3 separate regions of the Sus scrofa genome follow, and regions 1 and 3 are each linked to region 2. A link is a contact called in public Hi-C and HiChIP or PLAC-seq data. All regions are on one chromosome and are shown on one strand. The core of a region is the stretch at or near the end of the contact, and the rest is flanking DNA. Distances in the headings are between cores, read along the strand shown.

Region 1 (3,304 bases), core at 406-2,905, 140 kb after region 2:
TGCCAGTTGTTTATACAGTGCTAGTAGGATAAACAGTTCTCCTGAACCTTATTTATATTTTGCATTTGTTTATCAAAACTTTTTTTCTTAACTTCAACCCAGCTGCTTTCGGAATTATTACAAACTCTGGATTTATGGGTCCTAATGAATAGGACTTTATGTATATGCACGACCATTTATCTTGGCGGTACGCATGTTTTAGCCAAGAGCCTCAGCACTTAGGATAAGGGAAGCCAAAAGTGTCCCTTGCTCCACAGAGTGTCGATGTTACAGGAGGACTTGGGGGACAGATTGTATCTGATCAAAAGCAGACAGGTTATGGAGTAGATAAAGCATGAGGTTTCAAAGAGCTTTCCTAGACTATACCCTCAGGAGCTGAGTCCCCAGAGCTTGACAGGGCCACTGCAAGGGAGCTTGGCCTACCATGGGGTAGGTACAGGGCCAGTGGAGCATGGAGGAGAGAAGGTGTCCGAAGGATACTTACTTGATAGCATTCCGACCACAACAGATGTTTATCCTTTTTATGACTTGATAGGTTCCCTCTATTGTTTTTGTCCTTCACCCATCTTACAGCTGACCTTTGACATTCATGCCGCTAGCATTGGCATCAACCCTTCAGCATTATTTCTAATCAGGAATGAATGGTCCTGCTTGGCCCAAGGGTTTGGCACTGGTCTCAGGACAACTGTACTCTGGTTTCACAACTGGACCTCACTGTCACGGGGGCTGTGTTTCACACCAAGGTTGGTCACCTTGTTCTCTGGATCCCCACATTTCTCGGCGTGTCTGTCCCTGCAAAGCCCTCCCAAAGATGTGACCCAGACAAAGAGGGGCTCACCCTTCCATCCTCTTCCTCACCCCCAGAGTCGCCCAAACCGCATGAATAAACCTGAACTTGACTGTAGCCTCGCCAGTCGTCCATTCACCCAGCTGCCTGTCATCCTTCTTCAGCCAGTGAGGACAAAGCGAGCAAATGAAATCAGAGGCAGCACCTTTCCCGGCCCAGCCTCTGGATTGCCTCTTTTAAGTCTTGGTGTCTCTTTTTCTGGCTAGTGAGAATTCTGAGAGAGGAGGGCTCACGGCCATCCCTTCCTATACACTCAGAGCAGCTTGTGTTTCAGGAGAATATAGCCCCATTTCATAGATGAGAAACCGAGGCATGCGGTGCTTTGACCGTGACAGTTGCACGCAGGTTGGGTTGGCCCTGCAGGATGGAATTGGGAAAGGACACTTCTGGGGGTTTGGGTTTTCTGCTGTTATTTTTAACTCTGGTTTTAAGCGTCCTTTCTGGCAGCTACGGCCACAAGATCGGGCTGGGATGTTGTGAGACGCTTGATGTAACGAAAAGGGCCTGGCCTGTGAGTTCCTGACCGAGGAGGAAGTGGTTAGGTGGCCAAGAATGCAACCTGCACCTCCCAGATTAATTAATAATTGAGCGCTGGCCCCCGGCCAGGCAGAGCCGCGAGAGATACAGTGAACCAAGAGCGGTTAACTACAGTGGGGGAAGGAAAAGTTTGACTTTGCCTGTGGCTAAAAGGGAAATTCACAATGGCTATGATTTATGGGCTGCATTACTTTGGATCCTCCTTAGTGGGCCCAACTTGGGCATGTGCTCCAGGAATGCAGACGCTGGCGGCCTGCAGGGCCATTTGTGCCCATGGGGAAGGGAGGAGGCAGGGGTGAGGGGCAGTGTGGCCGGCGCCAGCTTGGTGGAGGAGGTGCGGTGCGAGTCGCACTGGTAGGAGATGGCAGGGAGACGGCACCGACCGCCTGGTGGAACTAGTATAGGCTAGGAGTTGGGTGCCTAGCGTGTCACTTTCTGTGGGAGGGATGGAAAGAAGAGTGGGAGTGGAGTCTGCTAATTGGCTGTATGACCTCGAGCAGGGGGCTTAACCTCCCTGAATTTTCTCCTCTGTTAAGATTCTACCCACCTCCTAGGATTGTTCTTGGGGTTAAATGAGATGGGGTGTGTGGCTAGACAGTGCCCAATAGCAGCTAGATTCCCATAGGGTGACAGTGACCGCAGGATCATCACTTAGCAAAGCTCTGCTAAGGTTTGCTGGACCCTCACATGCCAGGTGTGTGCTGCTTGCTCAGGTAGACACACATGCGTATTTAGCCCCCCTCCCCAAGAGCCCCTTCAGGCTCCCCCATGATTCAGGAAAGGCGCTCCTTCCTCTCCATGTCATACAGGTCCCTGTGGCTGCAAAGAGCCCTCCAGAGGGGAAGGCAGTCCCTCAAGGCATCTGGGCACTGCCACCAGTTGGGTTCAACCCAGGTGTCTCCCTGGACCCCTTGTCTTTCCTAGAAGACATGAAGGATTACCAGCTGGATCATGGCACACAAGCCGTGTGCCCCTCTTGACTGAAACATTAGCCTTGAGACTAGAAGACCAAACAGAAGCACAGTTGGCTGTTGTGATGATCGCTCTCACATTATTGCTGTGTTAACTTTGAGTCGTGCGCTGTGTGCCCCTGTGTATCTGGACCCAAGCTTGGCTTCTTTCTGCTCTGGAAACCAGTCTTGGACTTGGGGTTGAGGCATGGGGCACAGGTCTGTGGGGCTTGTTCACCTGCTAGCCTCAAGGGTTGGATGGACTGCAGCCCCATATCAAATAAGCCAGCCCTTTCCAGACCTCTTGGAGCTTGGGTATGGACAGCTCAGAGTCAGCCGCACACAGTAGCACAGCCACAAACAGGGAGGGTTTGCAGGGGTGATCTTCTGCTAAGCCCTGGGTCATTCTGCAACATTTTTGCAGGAAAAGCTTAAATCTCATGTTACTGTGTTCTTAACAGCAAATATTAGTATTTAATTGTGGCTTAATGATCTCTCCAGTCAATATTAGCTTTTAGCTTCTTGTAAAAGCAATCCTGCTTGTTCTAGAAATGTATAAGAATCATGTAGGCAGCCCTCACTTTAAGAAAATCCAGTATGTAGGACTTTACATTCACTAAAGAGGCGTGGATTTTGGACCTCTGAGTTACAAAAGAATATTTTAAAGGGAAGGATTTAATACAGGGATTATTTTTAAATTGAAAACCCCTACCTCTGGGACTTTAATTTGGGGGGGGTTATCCCAAAGTGTGTCTTTAACGTAAATAAGGCAGGCGTATTTGACTTGCAGAGGTCTCTGGTACTGGCCCTGTGGTAAATAACAACAGGCTGGTGTTAGAAGAGGCTTGTGTTTGAGAGCTTTTGCACATAAGAAAACCAGCTCCCCACCCTGTTCTTTGGCTCTTCCTTTGAGAGCCATGCTCTCTGTTCCGTTCGCCCTCACAGACTTAGCAAGCCTGAGAAATTAAAT
Region 2 (3,373 bases), core at 281-2,780:
CTTCCAGAGCCAGGCAATGGAGGAGGCAATTTCTCAATAGAGAAAAGGAAAAGGCCTTGCTTTTTACATCTGTGCAGAACTCTTGCAAAAGCCTTGAGGCAGGTAAAATAGAAGCCACCAGAATAAAAACCCTTCAGATGTCTGCCCCTCTCTTGCACTCTCCATCATAAGAAAGTCCCTCATCCCATCTACCCTAAAACCCTCTGGCTGCAGTTCCTAGTCTTGCCTAGGCTGACTGCCCAGCTTTTCTGTATGGCACTGGAGTCCCAGTAATGGTCCTGGCTACCACCATTAGACTGATGACTTTGAGCCCATCACAACCTCTCCAAGCCTTAATTTCCCATCTTATAAATAGGGTTATTAATGAATGTCATGGCGGGAAGATTGCACTGGGTGCAGCCTGGAATAGCTGGCACAGCAAGCTTCTGAAATTGACTTCCATTCTTGCCTCCCTCTGAGAAGATGACGCTTTCCCCCTTTTCCTCCTGCTGGGACATGGCATCAGACAAAGAGGATGTAGTTCAATTCTGTGTGAAGAATCTTGGGCATCAGCTTCTGAGAGCTGAACTCAAAACCTGTCTTTCCCTTATACCTGATCAAGTACGTCACTGCTCTCAGCTGCAGTTTTCTCATCTGTAAAATGGGGATATAATACCAACCACCCAGAGAGAACTCCCATCCTTCACCTGGAGGTACTACCCACCAGAGGGGAGGGTCACGATCAGATGGATAACCTTGGAGAGGACAGTGCTTAACCCAGAGGAATGTCTCAAAGTTGGTGACATCTCGGAGGAGTGGGGAAGATGTTTCAGGGTGAGGTTTGGTGGGGGGAGGTTTCTAGCATCTTCTGAAGTCACATCCCCTACATTATTAGTTGTTCAGATAGAAAACCTGGTTCAGATATTCATAAAGGGAAACCAAGCTACTCCGAGAAGGAATACGGCTCCCAGGTCACAGAATGCCAAGGCAGGATGGGGACAGGGGCCTTAGCAGAGGAGTGGGCTGGCCCCTGGTGTCCTTCTAGTTTGCCTGCCCCAGTTCTTAATCCTGGTCAATACAACAGAAATTTTTTGAGCTTCTGCTATGTGCAGGTACTTTGCAGGATCAGGTGAATCATGAATCACACGTTAACTCTGTCTGCCCTTAAGAATCTTATAGTTGAGTCAAAAGAATTAATGAGATGTGAATAAGATATCTCCATGCATCCTTGTCTCACAGGCACCTTGCACAGAATGTGGTACATAGTAGGAGCCTAAGTACTTGTTCATTGAATATAACTAAACTACAAAGAAATTACAGTGAGGTGCAGACACTGGGTGAGGTGGTTTTCCAGAGGAAGGGTCATTTAAATTGGTCTTTGACAGCTGCCTAAGAGTCCTCCGCTCCTCCGTTGGCCCATTCATCCTTCATCAAGGCTGATGAAGACCTCAGCAGAGAAAAACTCCAGCTTCTCCTTGCTCCTGCTTACCAGCCCTCATCTGAACTCTGAGGAGTCTCCGGATGTGAGGAGGAAGTGGCTGGGCTGCGGAAGGCAGGCTCATTTCCAGTGTGGGGCCGGGCCGCCAGCCCCAGGTCCTGTTTACACAGCAAGGCAGACAGGCCGACAGGACTTGGCGGCAAATGCGCTTCTGCCTCTGAGAACAGAAGGGGCTGGCAGAGCCTGGCCAGGCCAAGCGCAGGGTGGCCTGTGCCAAGGGGAAAGTCAAATGTAAAGAGTGTTTCCTCCTGGTCAGGCGGCCCCAGACTTTTGTCTCCAGTCTGCAGGCAGTTCCTCCAGTGATTCATAATCAGCGGGAACTTATAAATAAACCCCACCTCGGCCTCACACCACAGCCTGGCCAGGACTTGGGCAGAAGTGAGGTGGGGGGTTGGGAAACAGGGAGGCTGAGGAGAGGCCCTGAGAAGGCTTGGGGGACCTCAGCAATGCTGGCGGCTGGGCAGGGGTACCTCTGGCTTCCTGTGTAGGGATTGCAGAGCTGTTGCCAGCAGTCACATTCCCCCGAGGAGCCGGGCATGGGGCCACTGGTCTGGAGCAAAGAATCCTAAGAGGCTGGGATTTTCATCAGCTCCCGGGGAGTGTGGTAGATGAAACTAGGTAGAATTTTGAAATAGTTGAGCTTTAAAACTTTTTTTTTGGATATGATTTAAAACTTATGGAAAAGTTGCAAAAAAAAAAAAAAAAAAAAAAACCTGTTGTATAACCTGTAGCCAGATTCATCAGTTGTTTACATTCTGTCCCATTTTGCTTCATCATTTTCTTCCTCCCATATTTTCTCTTTTTGGAAACATCTAAAAATAGGCTTCCAACTATGGAAAACAGTATGGAGTTTTCTCAAAGAACTAAAACTAGAACTACTGTATGACCCAGCCATTCCACTCCTGGGTATATATCTGAAAAAAACAAAAACACTAATTCAAGAGGATACACACACCCCAGCTTTCACTGCAGCACTATTCACAATAGCCAAGACATGGAAGCAATCTGAGTGTCCATTGACAGAGGAATGGATAAAGAAGATGTGATAAATGTATGTGATGGAATACTACTTAGCCATTAAAAAGAATGAAATATTGCCATTTGTAGCAACTTGGGTAGACTTAGAGATTATCATACTGAATGAAAAAAGTTAGACAGAGAAAGGCAAATACTATATGGTATCACTTATATGTGGAATCTACAAAATACAGCAAACTAGTGAACATAACAAAAAAGAAGCAGACTCATACACATAGAAAACTAGTGGCTACCAGTGATGGGGAGGGCAATAGAAAGATGGGAGGTGAGAGATACAAACTGTTGGGTGCAAGATAGCTTCAAGGCTGTACTGTACAACACAGGGAACACAGCAGGTGTTTTGTAATAACTATAAATGGAGTATAACCTACAAAGATTATATAAAAATTAAATAAAAATTATAAAGGTAGGCTTCCAGCATCACACCTCTATGCCCCCTATGCCTTCAGTGTACATTTCCTGAAACAGCCAATGTCTGGATTTCTGATCAGTTACTAGTGCATTATGTGGGAAGCTGTTCAAATCCTGCATCCTCCTCTGTGAGGTGGGCCTATGAGGACCCTTCGCCATGAGAGGATGAGAAGTAACAGTGGAAACATCTGCCTGAATAGCAATGATGGGCGTAGCTCATTATCACGTGCCAAGCAACCTGCACACATTATGTCATTTGACCTGTATGGAAGAAACAGGCTCAGTGACAGTGTGTAATTTGCCCAAGGTCACCCAACAAACTAAGCTTTCATGTACAAGGTAAGCATTGAACTAATCCTGGGGCCTGTCCTCTTCCCTGTTTGCTGTATGACTGTGATCAAGGGCTGGGATTCCTAGGCCTTGGTCCCGCCTTGTGCTGTGGGCACA
Region 3 (3,199 bases), core at 534-3,033, 250 kb after region 2:
TTTTGACTGCTCCTCTTTGGCTTTGCATCCCCTCCCTTTACTGATTAGCAAATGTGTGAACTTGCCCTTTGGAACCTTCCTGAAGCTTATTCCCTAAAAGCAAGAAATGAAGGACATAGAAAGGACACAGGGTCCTGCTTGGTTTCATGACCTGCTGTCTGAAGTCCAGCCTGTGCTGCAGAGAAGAGCTAGTGCCCTGAGCAGCCCGGAGAGATGTCTGGAAGCCTGCTAGATACTCACACGCCTAACCCATGATGAGCTTGGCATCCTGGCAGCAGCCTATAGTGTCACTGTCCTCACTCTTTCCCACCGCCCTTCCCAGCTCTGCTCTCCTATAGAACTTACTCTTAGTTGACACATATTTATAGGAAGTGGTGTGGTAGAAAGAGCATAGATCAGTCAGTAGCCCTGAAGCAAGTCTGTTAGTATATCTCTCTCCCTTCCCACCACTGGAAAATCGAGATAAAAATAAGTGTTCCAGGACTGAGGATTTCTTTCAGGACAGAGGATTGTTAAAATCACGTGCATGGAGTTCCCATTGTGACTCACCAGGTTAAGAACCTGACTAGTATCCATGAGGATGCGGGTTCAATCTCTGGCCTCGCTCAGTGGGTTAAGTATCCGATGTTGCTGTGAGCTGTGGTGTAGGTCACAGACACAGCTTTGATCTGGCGTTGCTGTGGCTGTGGCACAGGCTGGCAGCTGTAGCTCCGATTTGACCCCTAGCCTGGGAATGTCCATATGCCTCGGGTGAGGCACTAAAAAGCAAAAAAAAAAAAAAAAGAGTGTTCATGGTGTCCATTATAGAACACTGTGACATTTTGACATACTTAATTCTGTAATACAAAAGCACATTTATGGAAGAAAATAAAGTATATATCATGTCTGTCAGTGCCAGACAAACCAAGACCCTGCCCCAAGCCCGCACTATTGTTTTTTTGACTGCTTTAAAAAAACAGTATATGTTGAACTTAAAATCAAAAAAATGCTTCTCTTTAAATGGACTTTTTTTTTTTTTCTCAGCAGACTGGGGAAGTCTCAGCATATGTTGTTTGAAAGGAGGACACCCAGGTCAAACCCACCCCACAGTGCCAGTTTGAGAGCCCCTGAGCTGGAGATGGGAGATTGGTGTTCTAACCTCTGCCTGTCCAGTCACCTTGCTGTGTGACTTTGGACAAGTCACTTTCCTGTTCTGGGCTTCTGTTTCTCCTGGATGCAGCAAAGGGGTAAGGATATATTAGAGATCATCCGAGGTCCTTTTCAGTTCTGACCTTCAAGGTTATCTCGATTCCTGAATCTCAGTGTCACACTCAGTATCCCATGGAGCAGGGGCAGATTTGAATTCATCTTTTCCTCCAGTTGCCCATCTGTGCATCTGTTCCTGCCCTGTGGGAAATTGTACATGGGGGTCTTGGGCCAAGGAGAGGCTGTTTGTTCCCCTCACCGGAGACCCCATCTTCCCAGTCTAGGGCGGTAAGCCCCTAAACAATTGTCTGAAGGGGATCCAGGCTATTAAAGTCATTTACATAGTAATTAACAAGGTTCCATTAGCTGATTCCTGGAGCCAGAATACTCTGCCTCCATTTCCCTTCAGGGGTCCCGGTCCCGAGCGGGGACGAGGTTTGCTGGGGTTTGGCTGGTGGAGTAGTGAGGGGAGGAATTTTCTGTGCTCATGTGTCCCACCCCCACACCCAAGGAAGCGAAACAAGGACTGTGCCAGGGCCCCAGCTGGCTGGGTAATGAGGTCTGGGGCCAAGGGGCGTGTCAAGAGCACTTGGGGCCTGAAATTCCAGGAAGAAAGGCAACCACGAGTCTCATAGCCATGTGTCTGTTCTGCAGCCCAGGGCCTAGGGCCTGCAAGACTTCCTCTTTGAAGATGACGCAAAATTTCTCATGCCCTTCTGGGCCTCCTGATAACACATTGTGTTTGTGCCCACAGTAAGAGGCAAAGCTTCCCTGGTTATCACCCTGTGGAGCCTCTTAGTCACCCTGTGAGGCACACGTTATCTTCTCCATTGTGGGGATGTGGAAATCCATGCCCAGAGAGGTAGAGTGGGTGGCTTGGTGGAGGTCACACAGCTTGAAGTAGCAGAGGAACCTGGGTCCTCAGACACAGTCCAGCTCTTGCCACTTGGAAAACGGTTTCTAAACAGCTCTATGGGATCCCAGGGCAATCTCTGAGTGGTTTCCCCCCAGGATAAGGGGTTGGTGAAAGGACTGGCAACTCCACCCTGCATATCTCCCACTTTGACCAGGGCAGTTATTTCCATGTTGGACATCTAGGTGGGATTTTGTTTGGATTCCAGAGCTAGAAAAGCTTTTAAAAATCATTGCACTTTTAGGAAATCGTCCCAGGGAGGGACCTGTCACAGGGCCACTTCCTTGCACATCTCTGACATGCATGGAGACCCGTGGAGGCCAGCAGTGTGGCAGAATTGGCCCTCCGAGACGCTGGTCTGGGGTCCCAGATCCCTGGCCTTGGTCTCCCCATCAGGCTCCCTGTAGGGTAAGTATAGAACCCACTGCCTGTCCAGCCTCTGCTTCCTTCTCCCACCAAGCCTGGCTGGCCTGCTGTTCCCCTGCTCTGCCAGCCGCCTCCTTACTGCTCTGTAAGAGCTTCTGGTTGTCTCCATTGTATCTAAGACCAACCAAGAGAAAAGAGACAACAGAGAAAGGGCAATGATTCCGGGGTGCCCACAAGTTTTGTATGATCTTCCTACACTTCTTCACTTGGCAGATGTTTTTCTAGAGCTGAAAGAGCCAGCATCTGAGGATAAAAAGGAGCATGAGCCCGAGTCTGGCCCTCGGAGGGCTTCTGGGTAGACATGGCCCAGACTCATCATAGTGGTTCCCTGGAGAAGACAGGCTGGGTGTGGTGTTGGGGGGTGTTCCAGACCCCATGCGGGGCCAGCAGTGGGTGACTCCTGATGAGGGAAGCCTTCTCCTGATGATGGAGAAGCCTGAGCTATTTTGAAGGTGGAGGGAGTTGGCCCAGGGGAGCGGGAGGGAGGCGCTTTCTAGCTAGAGGAAGTGACATATGTGAGGGCTCAAGGCGAGAAAGGGCATTCGTGTAGCTTTGCCTAAGCATAGGATGCAAAGTGAGCAGATTTCCTGTCATGGCTCAGTGGTGATGAACCCAGCTAGTATCCATGAAGATACAGGTTCGATCGCTGGCCTCACTCAGTGGGTTAAGGATCTG

What was found. A called contact is a pair of places that touch in the nucleus more often than the background predicts. HiChIP or PLAC-seq counts read pairs in DNA pulled down with a chosen protein or histone mark.
Region 1: a Hi-C map of retroperitoneal adipose tissue shows a contact between it and region 2, with 1.8 times the contacts expected there. The contact joins two enhancer-like sites. A contact is called at or near these places in 12 of 47 Hi-C or Micro-C datasets (alveolar macrophages, embryonic fibroblasts, epiblast stem cells and 6 more) and 2 of 2 datasets of contacts at active chromatin or transcription factors (alveolar macrophages and skeletal muscle).
Region 3: an H3K27ac HiChIP or PLAC-seq map of alveolar macrophages shows a contact between it and region 2. The contact joins two enhancer-like sites. A contact is called at or near these places in 1 of 47 Hi-C or Micro-C datasets (epiblast stem cells) and 1 of 2 datasets of contacts at active chromatin or transcription factors (alveolar macrophages).

Annotation. Positions count from the first base shown.
Region 1 is chr1:164,718,371-164,721,674 of Sscrofa11.1, forward strand. The region is part of intron 3 of SMAD6 (mothers against decapentaplegic homolog 6); the gene reads left to right. Among named protein-coding and RNA genes, the nearest start is that of SMAD6, 67 kb to the left of the region's middle. Within about 2 kb of position 1,656, at least 19 of the 83 cell types and tissues checked have an H3K27ac peak or open chromatin away from gene starts, as enhancers often do. A contact at or near this core is called in embryonic fibroblasts and retroperitoneal adipose tissue, where this site is marked.
Region 2 is chr1:164,579,556-164,582,928 of Sscrofa11.1, forward strand. No RefSeq gene overlaps it. Among named protein-coding and RNA genes, the nearest start is that of LCTL, 41 kb to the left of the region's middle. Within about 2 kb of position 1,531, at least 41 of the 83 cell types and tissues checked have an H3K27ac peak or open chromatin away from gene starts, as enhancers often do. A contact at or near this core is called in alveolar macrophages, embryonic fibroblasts and retroperitoneal adipose tissue, where this site is marked.
Region 3 is chr1:164,833,263-164,836,461 of Sscrofa11.1, forward strand. It overlaps LOC106509074 (a long non-coding RNA gene), which reads left to right. Exons shown (of 4, transcript XR_001306313.2): 2 at 1,027-1,226; 3 at 2,343-2,506. Among named protein-coding and RNA genes, the nearest start is that of SMAD3, 160 kb to the right of the region's middle. Within about 2 kb of position 1,784, at least 11 of the 83 cell types and tissues checked have an H3K27ac peak or open chromatin away from gene starts, as enhancers often do. A contact at or near this core is called in alveolar macrophages, where this site is marked.